Linked DNA regions of Zea mays: region 2 is linked to region 1. The links are chromatin contacts, called in public Hi-C maps. All regions are on one chromosome and are shown on one strand. The core of a region is the stretch at or near the end of the contact, and the rest is flanking DNA. Distances in the headings are between cores, read along the strand shown.

Region 1 (7,290 bases), core at 890-3,389:
TAACAGATCATTATTAGGTCAAAGAATGTGATCAAGGACACAACTTGTCTTTTTGATGCAACTCTAGGTACTTCTCCAAATTGGGCTTCAGATTCCTCGCGACCTCGCTTCTATTCGTAGCAATACATACAATAAACAAATAATGGATGGCTATGATAACATTACATCAAAACATGAGAACAAACTGCGTAAGAATATTCTACGCATTGCTACGAGATTTTAGATTCGAGAACCACTAAAATCGGAGTTAGAACGGAGAAGTAAGAAGTTTCAAAGATTTATGGATTAATTTTATACGTAAAATCATTTTCAAAATCAATTTGCGAAAATCATAAATCTAGTCTGGGTCTCGGGTTCTAGTATCTAAGAAAATAGGGGCTAAACTGCAAGAGATAGGACCTATCCATGATGTAACAATGGACCACAGGTTTATTAGTGTCCTCCATAGGGTCTCTTATGCAAAATATCAGGGCCGAAGGGGTATCGACCCATGTGGGCCGCCAGATCTAAAACATGTGGCCTAGATTAGATGGGGACTCACATCAAACGGTCGCAATCCATGCCGTTAGATCACATCTGAGGCTCGAGAACCCTTCAACACTCCATAGTGCCTGATCTGATCCCACGACTGAGATTTAATTACCGAGAATGGTTACGTACTTCTAATCCTACGTGTTAGCTGAAGATCTAACGGACAGAGACCATTGACTCCTCCCGACGGCAACAGGCGGCGACGGCCAAGGCCGGCGCACGCCGATTCACGATTCCCGCCATACAAGCTCCCGATTGATCTATGCAATACCAAGCAGTCATGATAACGAGTATTCTAGGGGCATCTTACTGACAAGGATGCAGTAGTATTCTGGTCCACGTGCTCCGCGATGCCCTCGCATTCCGGTGAGAAATCCCACTGTTCCACCCTCGCCCTGCTCGGTTGGGCGCCGAGCAGACGTGGCCCTCTCCCGGTGATTGTGATATCCTGGCCCTGGTGGATGGTGATATCCTGGCCCAAGGCTTAATAGAATTAATAGTGTACTTATATCAACAAGTGCATCTTCTTTTTGGAAGCCTATCTCGAAAGAACCTCCCAGTTAAGTGTGTTTGGCTCGGAGCAATTTGGAATGGGTGACCGACCGGGTAGTTTTCTCGCGTGCGCATGAATGAGGACAAAGTTTGCACAAAAGACTCGTGTTGGTCTGTGGGGACAATATATGATTGTAGAGAGCTGCTAGGAGTAAGTACTACCGGTTCAGGAGTGAACAGGGTGTTACAAGTGGTATCAGAGCCGACCCTTTTGGTTTCACGGGCGTGTGTGAGTTAGGGGTTCGGGTATATGGCACATGTGGGCCTGAAGTGGTCACATGACATGGCATATGATGATACTAGACACACGGACGTGGCCAAGAGGGGAGGTTCCTAGAATAGGGTTGATCGACGAGGACGTCGGTCTTCTAAAGGGGTGGATTGTGATATCCTGGCCTCGGTGGAAGGTGATATCCTAGCCCAAGGCTTAATAGAATTAATAATATACTCATATCAACAAGGTGCATCTTCTTTTTCGGAAGCCTATCTCAAAAGAACCTCCAAGTTAAGCGTGCTTAGCTTGGAGCAATTTGGGATGGGTGACCGGCCGGGTAGTTTTCTTAAGTGCACATGAGTGAGGACAAAGTGCGCACAAAAGACTCGTGTTGATCTGTGAGGACAATATATGATTGTAGAGAGCTGCCAGGAGTAAAGGATAGTGCTTTGCCTTCTTCGAATGCCAGCGCAGATGCGCTACTCGTGCAGCGGCTCCCCTCATCTTCCTAGTTCAAACTACCCTGCAATGGTGCTCATGGCCTAAGGTGAGGAGCTCGGCTATCTATATAATAGCAGGCATGAACCTGAGAAGGGCAGGGAGGTGAACAAATCCCTGCATCGCGGGAGTGGTTGTTGAGATGGCTGAGCTTGAGTAGCGATGGCTACGACGAGATCTCTGTGGTTCCATTTTGAGTTTGTTGCAACCAACACAGAGAAGAAGGGGCTCCAGGCAACAGGGTCCATAGGTCGGCCACTAGAGCGGGCAGGGTGAGGCGCAGGCGTGGCTTGTGCGAACGATTAGCCGGGCCCACATGGTAGGGGGACGTCCGAGTGCGCGTGTGATGTAGAGACTGCCCGAGGTGGCCCACACGACAGACATAGAGATCCACGCGTGATGTAGGAGGTGCGGGAGCGCGTGGTGAAGACTGGGCTAGCGCAGAGATGGGTTGCAGATGGGTTTTGGCCCAGGCGCTAGTAAGTTTGCCTTTTACTTTTCTTTTCTTTTTATTCTTTTCCTGCTTTCTTTTTATTTTGTTTTCTATTTTCAATCCAAGGTTCAAATTCAACCAAAGTTTTGAATATCAAACTTCTAAATGCACAAACAATATACTCCAACATGAAATGCAGGTTTCATTTTATATTTATAGTAACTATTCTATTTCTTTTAATTAGGCAAATGGTTTTAAATATGCACACACTTTAGGAAAATGTTATTTTAAAGGTGTGACAAACTTAGAAGCTAAAAAAATGAATACTCATTACTTATTTACTTTGATTAATAAAGAATGTCTTATAATCCTTTTGTCGGGGACCATAATTAGGGGTACCCCCAAGACTCCTAATCTCAGCTGGTAACCCCCATCAGCACAAAGCTGCAAAGGCCTGATGGGCGCGATTAAGGTCAAGGCTCAGTCCACTCAAGGGACACGATCTCGCCTCGCCCGAGCCCAGCCTCGGGCAAAGGCAGCCGACCACGGAGGATTAACGTCTCGCCCGAGGGCCCCCTCAAGCAACAGACACACCTTCGGCTCGCCCGAGGCCCAGCCTTCACAGAGAAGCAACCTTGGCCAGATTGCCACGCCAAGCGACCATATCGCAGGAGCATTTAATGCAAGGATGGCCTGACACCTTATCCTGACGCGCGCTCTTCAGTCGACAGAGCCGAAGTGACCGCAGTCACTTCGCCGCTCCACTGACCGGCCTGACAAGAAAACAGCGCCGCCTGCGTCACTCCGACTGTTGTGCCACTCGACAGAGTGAGGCTGACAGCGGCTAAGTCCAGCCTCGGGCGACATAGGAAGCTCCGCCTCGCCTGACCCCAGGGTTCGGCCCCCGTCTCGGCCTCGGAAGATGGACTTCGCCTCGCCCGACCCCAGGGCTCGGACTCAGCCTCGGCTCCGGAAGACGACGAACTCCGCCTCGCCCGAACCCAGGGCTCGGACTCAGCCTCGACATCGGAGGAGCCTCCGCCTCGCCCGACCTCGGGCTCGGACTCGCCACGTCGCAAGGAAGGCCATCATTACCCTACCCCTAGCTAGCTCAGGCTACAGGGAACAAGACCGGCGTCCCATCTGGCTCGCCCCGGAAAACAAATAATGATGGCGCCCCGCGTGCTCCATGACGACGGCGGCTCTCAGCCCCTTACGGAAGCAAGGAGATGTCAGCAAGGACTCGACAACCCCGATAGCTGTCCTTCCGCAGGGCTCCAGCTCTCCTCCAACGGCCACGACATCACATGAACAGGGTGCCAAAACCTCTCCGACTGCCACGACGGCATGTACTTAGGGCTCTAGCTCCTCCCTGCTAGACACGTTAGCACATTGCTACACCCCCCATTGTATACTTGGACCCTCTCCTTATGCCTATAAAAGGAAGGTCCAGGGCTCTCGTACGAGAAGGTTGGCCGCACGGGGGAGCAGGCTGACGCCTAAGTCACTCGCTCTCTCCCACGCCGACGCTTGTAACCCCCTACTGCAAGCGCACCCGACCTGGGCGCAGGGCAACACGAAGGCCGCGAGTTTCCCCTTTGCCTGTTCTCTTCCCCCCTTCGTGCTCCATCTCGCGCCGACCCATCTGGGCTGGGACACGCGGCGACAATTCACTCGTCGGTCCAGGGACCCCCCGGGGTCGAAACGCCGACAGTTGGCGCGCCAGGTAGGGGCCTGCTGCGTGTTGACGAACAACTTCCCGTCAAGCTCCAGATGGGTAGTCTCCAGCAACCTTTCCAGCCCGGGACGGTGCTCCGTTTCAGGAGTCTTGAGTTCATGTCCCTCGACGGCGGCTACGACATGGTACTCCTTCCTCCGCCGCGCGACAGCGACAATGGCGGCCGTCAGCCCACCCGCCGGCGGCGGAATCAACGACATCTTCCCCACGTGGCGGAAGAACAACATCCGGGTTTGTCCCGCCACCTCCCCCGCCGACGGAGGAGGAGGTGGGGCAACCATGGTCAAGCAGGAGGCGGCACCTCGTCGGCTGTCGAGCAAGTCGACGACGCCGGCGCCCCAGCGGGGGACACGTCGGGCTTCAACCTTGCGTCTGAGACGAAGACGAGCGCCGTTTCCCCGCAACACGCCAACTCCGAGCAGACGGACGACGCCAGCACGCTCGCGAAGGACTTGCTGGGCGTCGCCCTCGTACCTGAGACAACGGTGCAGTCTGCCCCTGACGCGACTTCGTCACCGCCCGTCGACCAAGAGGTACTGACCGATTCCCATCTCGCGCCTTTTGGATTCAGCCTCGACCCACCGAGCGGCTTCGCTTTGGTGGAAGCCTTCATAGAGGCATGTACCAACCCTCCATGGTACCATATGCGGTCGCCCTGGGACAGACTGACGGCCGTCTCGACCTACGGACCCTCGGGTTTCGAGGAAGATGACGAGCCCGACTTTTGTTGGGATTTCTCCGGGCTCGGTAACCCCAGTGCCATGCAGGACTTCATGACCGCATGCGACTACTGCCTCTCCGATTGTTCCGATGGTAGCCGCAGCCTCGGCGACGAGGACTGCGGCCCAAGTCGTGAATGTTTCCACGTCGATCTAGGGGGTCCCGGTGAAGGCAACCATCTTGGTATGCCGGAAAACGGCGATCCCCCTAGGCCTGCGCCTCGCGTTGACATCCTTCGGGAGCTAGCTTTGGTCCCAGTCCCTACGGGGGGTCAGGACGCACAGCTCGAGCAAATCCGCGAGATGCAGGCCAGGCTCGACGAGGGAGCAGGAACACTTGAGCCGTTCCGGTGAAACATCGGGCAGGAATGGGCAGACCAAGCTCCGGCCGGAGAAGCTCGTCATCCACCCCAGGGCATCCAGTACCGCATTGCCGACGACGTCAGGGCAAGGCCGCCACCGGCTTCCAGTGGGGTCGGCCAGAACCTGGCTGCAGCAGCGATACTACTCCGCGCGATGCCGGAACCATCGACCACCGAAGGGCGGCGTATCCAGGGAGAGCTCAAGAATCTCCTGGAGGATGCCGCGGTCTGACGGGCCGAAAGCTCTGCCTCCCGAAGGCAGGGGTACCCCTCGGAGCATCGCGCCGCGACTTCCCGATTCATGCGGGAAGCCTCGGTCCACACCGAGCGCACGCGCAACACGGCGCCTGCGGCCCCGGGTCGCCTCGGCAACGAGCACCACCACCGCAACCGTTGAGCCCACCTCGATGAGAGGGTACGCCGAGGCTACCACTCCAGGCGTGGGGGACGCTACGACAGCGGGGAGGATCGGAGTCCCTCGCCCGAACCACCCGGTCTGCAGGCTTTCAGCCGGGCCATACGACGGGCGCCGTTCCCGACCCGGTTCCGAACCCCGACTACCATCACAAAGTACTCGGGGGAGACGAGGCCGGAACTGTGGCTCGCAGACTACCGGCTAGCCTGCCAGCTGGGTGGAACGGACGATGACAACCTCATCATCCGCAACCTCCCCCTGTTCCTCTCCGACACCGCTCGAGCCTGGTTGGAGCATCTGCCTCCAGGGCAGATCTCCAACTGGGACGACCTGGTCCAAGCCTTCGCCGGCAACTTCCAGGGCACGTACGGGCGCCCTGGGAACTCCTGGGATCTCCGAAGCTGCCGCCAGCAGCCGGGAGAGTCTCTCCAGGACTACATCCGGCGATTCTCGAAGCAGCGCACCGAGCTGCCCAACATCACCGACTCGGATGTCATCGGCGCGTTCCTCGTCGGCACCACCTGCCGCGACCTGGTGAGCAAGCTGGGCCGCAAGACCCCCACCAGGGCGAGCGAGCTGATGGACATCGCCACCAAGTTCGCCTCTGGCTAGGAGGCGGTTGAGGCCATCTTCTGGAAGGACAAGCAGCCCCAGGGCCGCCAGCCGGAAGATGTCCCCGAGGCGTCCACTCAACGCGGCACCAAGAAGAAGGGCAAGAAGAAGTCGCAAGCGAAACGCGATGCCACCGGCGCGGACCTTGTCGCCGCCGCTGAGTACATGAACCCTCGGAAACCTCCCGGAGGCGCCAACCTCTTCGACAAGATGCTCAAGGAGCCATGCCCCTATCATTAGGGGCCCTTCAAGCACACCCTTGAGGAGTGCATCATGCTTCGGCGCCACTTTCACAAGGCCGGGCCACCTACGGAGGGTGGCAGGGCCTACAACAATGACAAGAAGGAGGATCACAAGGCAGAGGAGTTCTCCGAGGTCCACGATTGCTTCATGATCTATGGTGGGCAAGTGGTGAACGCCTCGGCTCGGCACCACAAGCAAGAGCGTTGGGAGGTCTGCTCGGTAAAGGTGGCGGCGCCAGTCTACCTAGACTAGTCCGACAAGCCCATCACCTTCGACCAGGGCGACCACCCTGACCGCGTACCGAGCCCGGGGAAATATCCGCTCGTTGTCGACCCCGTCATCGGCAACGTCAGGCTCACCAAGATCCTCATGGACGGAGGCAGCAGCCTCAACATCATCTACACCGAGACCCTCGGGCTCCTGCAGATCGATCTGTCCTCGATCCGGACAGGTGCGACGCCTTTTCACGGGATCATCCCCGGGAAACGCGTCCAACCCCTCAGACAACTCGACCTACCCGTCTGCTTCAGGACTCCCTCCAACTTCCGAAGGGAAACCCTCACGTTCGAGGTGGTCGGGTTCCGAGGAACCTACCACGCAGTACTGGGGAGGCCATGCTACGCCAAGTTCATGGTCGTCCCCAACTACACCTACCTCAAGCTCAAGATGCCGGGCCCCAATGGGGTCATCACCGTCGGCCCCACGTACCGACACGCATACGAATGCGACGTGGAGTGTGTGGAGTACGCCGAGGCCCTCGCCGAATCCGAGGCCCTCATCGCCGACCTGGAGAGCCTCTCTAAGGAGGCGCCAGACGTGAAGCGCCACGCCGGCAACTTCGAGCCAGCAGAGACGGTTATGTCCGTCCCTCTCGACCCCAGCAACGACGCCTCCAAGCAGATCCGGATCGGCTCTGAGCTTGACCCCAAATAGGAAGCAGTGCTCGTCGACTTTCTCCACGCGAATGCCGAAG
Region 2 (6,784 bases), core at 2,766-5,265, 600 kb before region 1:
TGTTGGATGGAGAGTTTTAAGCATCACCTGTTTGAAGTTGAAAACCCTAACTCAAAAATCAAAAACCACCCCTAACTCTGGCAAATCAGTGCAACTGTTGTGCAACCGGGATCCCGTTAATTTGAATGTCTAATTATGTAGCATCAAATAGCCACAGTATATATTGTACAACAAGGTAATTACAGTGACTAGGTCTTAATTACGTCCAATACTACTCGTAACCGAGGATTGATACGTGGGTGGCGCGGTTGGTCTCCGTCATCCACGATCGATTTCTGGTTCCAAATCTCCAGGTTCTTCGCCTCACATGCCAAATTTGAACCAGCATGTGCATATTACAGTTGTACTAAGCCTACAACATTGAAAGCCGTCCGCGGTATATCCGACGACACACAATCTCATCCCTCCCAATGATATTATTTTCGTCCTGATTACACCTGGAGAAGAACAAGAACCCATTTGGGTTGTTTTGCCAGTGTCGAGCGGCCGGATGATGACGACATACGGTGAGCTGCACGTACACGCTTACAATGAACATACACTAGACGAGGAAGAGGAACGTTCCGTCGTCACTGGAACGATTCCGGCAACTGCTGTCCGGCGAGGAACGCCCTGAAGAGGCCGAGCGAGCGCTCGGGCTGCGAGAAGGGCGCCTCGTGGGACGCGCCGCGCACCGTGGCGAAGGACAGGGCGCCGCCGCCGAACACCTGCGTCCACCCGCCCACCTGCTTCCCCTGGAACCAGGCCCGGTACGGCGCCGTGGCGTTGAGCCGGAGCCTGGCCGCCAGCCGCCCCACCAGCGTCCTGCTGCCCGTCAGCGGGATCACCGAGTCCTGGTCGCCGCTGTACACCAGCGCGGGGATGCCCGCCTTCACGAGCGCGCCCACGGTGTTCACGGTCGGGATCTGGAGGTCCAGCTGCTTGTACTCCAGAACGCTGCTACATATACATCCATCCATCAATCGTGAACGCAGCGCAGCGCAGGCAGTCAGCCAGTAAGAGAGAGCTAGCTGAGCACGCAAAAGGCAAGGCAAGACAAGAGTCGTAGGCACACGCTTTGGCCTTCACCTGCTGCAGACCGTCCACCTCTGCACGCCGTCGAGGCGCGCGTGCATGGCCTGCTGCACGTCCTTCCGGTTCAGGTACCGCATCGTCTCGTCCTCCACGCACACGTCCAGCTCCCTGCTCCCTTGCTGCACGCACGCACGCGTCACCACCACCACCACCATATATATTCAGCGCAACGACGAGAACGAGATGCATTGCATGGACAGCGGTGGCCTGCCGACCTGAGGGACGAGGACCTGGGACTGCATGAGCACCGACGAGATGCAGACGTCCAGGGTGACGTCGTACTTGTCGACGAACCTGCTCGTCTCCCTCGCCACCTGGCTCATCACCCTGTCGCAGGCCGTGCTCAGGGAGCCGCGGTAGTACTCGCTCACGTACCGCGAGTAGTTGCACACCGTCGTGAAGATGTTGTAGGTGGAGTCCGATATCAGGCCGTGCGACCAGAAGAACTCCGCCCGCGAGTTGAAGTCGGTGGAGAACTCCAGCACAGGGTTGCCAAGCTGTTTCATTTGTTCACAGGATCAAAAGGACAGGTGAAAGAGAGAGAAAAAAATGACAGGTCTTGTTCACAAGATCGCTGTGTCGTTGGTCTGCTAAGCTTGCCAGTGGTTTGCTTACAGCAATGCCTTTCAGGTTGAATAGCTTCTCCTTCTTGTTGAACTCAACCATGCGCTGGGCTAACTGTGGAACGTAGTGGCCTGGAAAGAGAAACAACATCCTGCTGATTCAGAAGGTGGACTATGTATGAAGCCACAGATTCAGTTCAGGTGCTAATGTGCTATGCTAGTGGAGCCAAATGGCTCTACTCACCAGCGTAGCTCTCTCCTGTGATATACAGGTCCCTGCCCTTGTACTGCGGGAACCTGGCGAACCAGCCTTGCAAGAACTTCAAGTTGTCTCTGGCTTCAGAAATCCAAAACACCCAAAGACGAATTATATGGGTCTGCAAGTGTGGAAAAGAAAGAAAGAAATAATCTGTGATTCACCTGTCATGCTGTCACCAACACCCTCATAGAAGGCAGGATCAGTGGAGTATGAAAAGCCAACCCCTGCAGGGCTCTCCAGATACAGCATATTGGCCTCTGAAACACACACACAGCAAACAGGGGTACCAAAAGGGGAGTTTTTAACACTTCCTAATTTCCTGTCCTCCTTCTTCTTTTTTTGCACCAGCCATTGTAGTAGTACACGTACACCATTTGGTATAGCTACCGCAACATACAAGAAGAAACGCTCACCTTTGTTCCAGCTGTACTCGTTCCTCGTTAGCGCATTGCCGCTAGGCCTGAACGGCCCATTCTCTGAGAACGCCCCCACTCCCACGGATGAGCACCCAGGCCCTACACTCACATGCATGTGGGAACCATTCAGCATAATCTCTCTCCAAGAAAAACAAACAAAACATTGCGTTGGTAGCAGAACACAAAACAAAACAAAGAGAGGGACAGTAGGGGGACAAGGAGGTCATCCTGATAAGAATCCTAGAGGGAATCTGATGATCTCATCCAGTCATCCTACACGGCCTCACTATAAAGAACTAAAGATGTTTATGGAGCCTTTTTTGCTTTCCTATTTTGCAAATGTTCTTATTTTTCACAAGTCCAACTGGAATAGTTTCTTAAAATTTTAAATCACGAGCCCACTTTTAGCTCTCTATTTATGTCTGTTACTATGGGAAAAAAAATTTAGACCTTTTTATAATGTTTGTTTTGGGAGTAGGGACTGAACAAGACAAAATACTTGGTCACAGGTGCACTTGCACTGAAACCTGAGCTCTCCCCCCTTCTCCTGGGAGAATCCATGAAATAGCACTTGTTTGAGACGGCGTTCACGAAATAGCATCCGATTTCAAGTAATTCATAGAATAGCACTTGTTTTACCAAATTAATTCAGAAAACAACACTCTATCTATATTTTGCATTCTTTTATTGCTTACCTCACATACAAATGGACCAAATTACCCCTATTTATCACAAACTTCTTTTTTTATCTCTTATGTCCATAAGAACAACATAAATAAATAAAATATATAACCTCTATTTTTATAGTGTTAAACATACAAATAGACACATATGTTTTATGAACGAAGAAGTCTATATTTAACTATTAAATTTAGAACCAGGTATCTTCGGTCGTCGAACTTTTAAAATTAGACATATTTGGTCCATTAAACACTATAAAAATAGAAGTTATATATTTTATTTATTTATGTTGTTCTTATGGACATAAGAGATAAAAAAGAAGTTTGTGATAAATAGGGGTAATTTGGTCCATTTGTATGTGAGGTAAGCAATAAAAGAATGCAAAATATAGATAGAGTGTTGTTTTCTGAATTAATTTGGTAAAACAAGTGCTATTCTATGAATTTCTTGAAATCGGATGCTATTTCGTGAACGTCGTCTCAAACAAGTGCTATTTCATGGATTCTCCCCCCTTCTCCTTCATCCCCATCCACAGCACAGCCACACAGGCAGCAGGCAATAATGCTGCAGCAGCATGCACAGCGCAGTGACAAAAGGTATGCTGTGCCGACAATCAAGGTGGAAGTTTACCTCCATTGAGCCAGAGCACGAGCGGCTTGGCCGCCGGATCCGCCTCCGCCTCGGCGAAGTAGTAGAAGAGGGAGCGCTTCCCCGCGGCGTCCACCGGGATGTAACCGGAGTACTGTGCGAAGCCCACCGGCGGCTGCCCCGGCAGGGCGCTTATCTTGTCCTCCTCCGCCGCCGCCTGCGCCGAGACGCTCCAGGCGTCGCCGAGGAGCAGCACAGCTGCGCACGCCACCGCTGCAGCAATGGTGGCGGCGTCCCTGCTGCGCCCCTGCATGTTGGTTCGGCTGTGGGAGATAGTGGAGAGAGAGAGAGGAGGAGGAGGAGGAGGCCAGGGGAGGGGAGTGAGTCAGTGAGCGAGTGAGCGCTGCAGGGTGCAGCTGCAGGCACAGGGCGGTGAGAGTGAAACCGATACAGTACATGGCAATAAATAGGTCTGATATGTGTAGGTGGTGAAGTGGGTGGACATGCTTGCTTAAGTTATCTTCGTTCAGAGTTTAATACGAGTAATTATAGCTAACAGTGGAATCTATGATATTGTCATTTCGTATATAGCTAACTAAAAATATATACTGATATAATAACCCTTTAATGTTATAATATTTATATTCAATAATGTGTCTACCATTTTTTCTATCGTAAATTGTCTTGAGTCCGTAAACAATCCGCTTTCAACTAGCTACCCGTGAACAACCCGATTTTCTTCTCTCTATGTTTCTCTTCCTTCCGCGTCACATAAATCTGACATAACATCTTTTACAGTCCACCTACGACACCTTATTATATTTGTTTTTAGTGGCAACATGGTGTGTAGTTTAGTGTTCGTTGTGCACTAATCTGTTTCATAGATTCCGGCAGGCTTGCTGTGTTTTTTTACCTCTTGCTCATTGCCTCATTGCAGTAAACAGCGACCTGATCTTGGCATACCATGGTGGGTGCACGCCAGGGGCAATGTTTCAGGTTTCCATGCACTTGTCACTGCATTTCCGTAGACGTCAAATAAGCTTATTTGAAACAGAGGAAGCAGAGAAAACACTCCTACAAGATCTTTTTTAAAAAAAAGAGAGAAAAAAATTTGGGGGCGAAGCTTGTAAACCTTAGGAAACACATATGGAAACACCATTTTAATGCAAAAGGCATTTGACAAGATGTCTAGAAACCGTTAAGCAGGCCATGGTTTATTATATCATAATCTCGATCTATTACCTAACGCTCAGGGCTCTCTCGGTGGCTCCTTTTCTGGCTCTTCGTGAAGCCATACCAAACGGTCTTAAAAAAAACGGCTCCTCACCGAGAGCCATCAAAGAGCCAGAGCCGTTTTTGCTATTAGAAGCCGAAGCACGAGAAAATAAGCTTCTGCCGGCTCCTTCTATCCGGCACACAATAATATTTTACGAAATTACAGCCTCTGCCACCGTCTCCTCGTCAGAAGCTGTTTTATCAAATGAATTGCAAAACGGCTCTGACTCTTCTAGAGAAGCCAAGAAGCCAGAGGAGCCATAGCCGAACCTGTTTTGAGAATAGTAGGAGCCCTGCCAAAGGGGACCTAAGTAGATTTGTTTTTACCAACTTCAGTCATGTACACAAGTGTACTGCATGAGTATGATATGTGCCACGACTTTGATACTTGATAGCATGGCCTCAAAAACAATATTGCGTGTCACGCTAAAAGTTAGATCTCGGCTTACCAGATCGTGTTGGACCGACGTACCAGACATGGTGTAAAGAAGAGGTGGGCACGAAGGTCCATACTACATACTGAACATATCTTTTCGTGTCTTTTTTTTTTGCAAACTGTTTTTTAAAAGAACTTTATATTTTACTAAGGCCGTTGGCAAAACTATCTTTGCGAAAGGGAATTCACGCTAGGACCGCAAAAATAAAAAACAGGGAGTACCTGTACATGTATTACCACCGTAAAGGTCCTTTTAAGACCATGGTATAAAGAGGCCATACGGTTTGTTGTGTGGTTGATCTGGTTTGATCGGTGTGTGTGTAGCCGTAGCGTCTGTCAGGCGTGCTGCGTACGGTGCGGGCCCAGTTTTTTTTTCACGGACTGCCGGTGGGCCATGTCTTCGGGCAGCCGGGCGCGCATACGAAAGTAACCGCTATTGGATCTGCTGGCCACGTCATCATCGCATTCGCGTGCATGTGACCCGGCCGGGCGGGCCCACGGCGCGTCGTCATTGTCATTGGCAGAGGAGGATGGAGAAAAGATGGGATCGCCGGCAGAGTCAGCTAGTTACAGTAATTGACGGTGGTTTACAGCGTTGTCGCTTGCTAAATACTAACACTGTTACCCTGTCAGACGATAAAAAGTAAAAGCTCCCCCTTTTTTTACCTGCGGCCTGCGGGCTACAGTGCAGCAGCCCTCTGCGGCTACTCCAGCGATGATGTGTTACGCAGGACTGGTAATCCCGAGGGCATCCAACGGGTCGTTTTTCGCTCTGTGTTTTGACCATGGCCAGGACTTATTAGAGCACTCCCAACCCAGAAACTGCTCAGTGGTTTCCATAGCTGCCACCTAGTCAAGGAACCACTTATAGAAACTAATCTTCTCAATGCAAATGGTTTAAAACAGTTTCCATGCAGAGAACACATTTAATGACTTCACAGAAAAAGCAGACTTCGTTTCTCACGGGGAAGGGAAAGAAAACTAGTATGGAAACCACCGACGGGGTTCAACGCTGTTTTGGTCGTTTCCATGCGTCTTGGTGCGAGAGTAGACTTCGTTTCTCAGGGGAGAAACCGGTTCCTTCTCTTTCACAATAAATCTCTTGCCACATCATCAAAAAGCTGACATGGCAGTCCAATAAATTCTATGGAAACCATATGAGCTGGAGCGTTGGGAGTGCTCTTAATGGCTCGATTTATTTAAAATGCGTCACGAGAGCTGTGCTAATATTTTAGCTCACTTCTTAACTAGCCAAACTCGGGTTTAACTCACGAGTTACTCGGGAGCCGAACGAACTACACAGCCGCCCTTAGGCCCAGGCGCTAAGCGGGCCAGCCCAACCGAGCGAGACGTAGACCGCATCTAAGTATCTCTCTTCAAAGCCCTAGCGAGATGCATTCCGCAGACCCCTGCAGTCTACCACCCCTGTCGGCGGCAGGCCGCAACTCGTGGACTCGCCCACTCCGCGGATGGCGAACCACTCTGCCAACCC

What was found. A called contact is a pair of places that touch in the nucleus more often than the background predicts.
Region 2: a Hi-C map of bundle sheath shows a contact between it and region 1, with 4 times the contacts expected there. The contact joins the promoter of LOC100272373 here to the enhancer-like site in region 1. A contact is called at or near these places in 2 of 25 Hi-C or Micro-C datasets (bundle sheath and ear).

The regions. Positions count from the first base shown.
Region 1 is chr2:65,608,485-65,615,774 of Zm-B73-REFERENCE-NAM-5.0, reverse strand. No RefSeq gene overlaps it. Among protein-coding and RNA genes, the nearest start is that of LOC103648186, 76 kb to the right of the region's middle. Within about 2 kb of position 2,139, at least 17 of the 20 cell types and tissues checked have an H3K27ac peak or open chromatin away from gene starts, as enhancers often do. A contact at or near this core is called in bundle sheath and ear, where this site is marked.
Region 2 is chr2:66,213,649-66,220,432 of Zm-B73-REFERENCE-NAM-5.0, reverse strand. It overlaps LOC100272373 (Serine carboxypeptidase-like 46), which reads right to left and starts at 4,015. Exons shown (of 8, transcript NM_001156555.2): 1 at 3,624-4,015; 2 at 2,310-2,411; 3 at 2,058-2,153; 4 at 1,882-1,974; 5 at 1,690-1,769; 6 at 1,290-1,571; 7 at 1,069-1,193; 8 at 400-936. The coding sequence starts at 3,894. The coding sequence ends at 570. It overlaps LOC100282351 (60S ribosomal protein L12-like), which reads left to right. Exons shown (of 2, transcript NM_001374366.1): 2 at 1-23.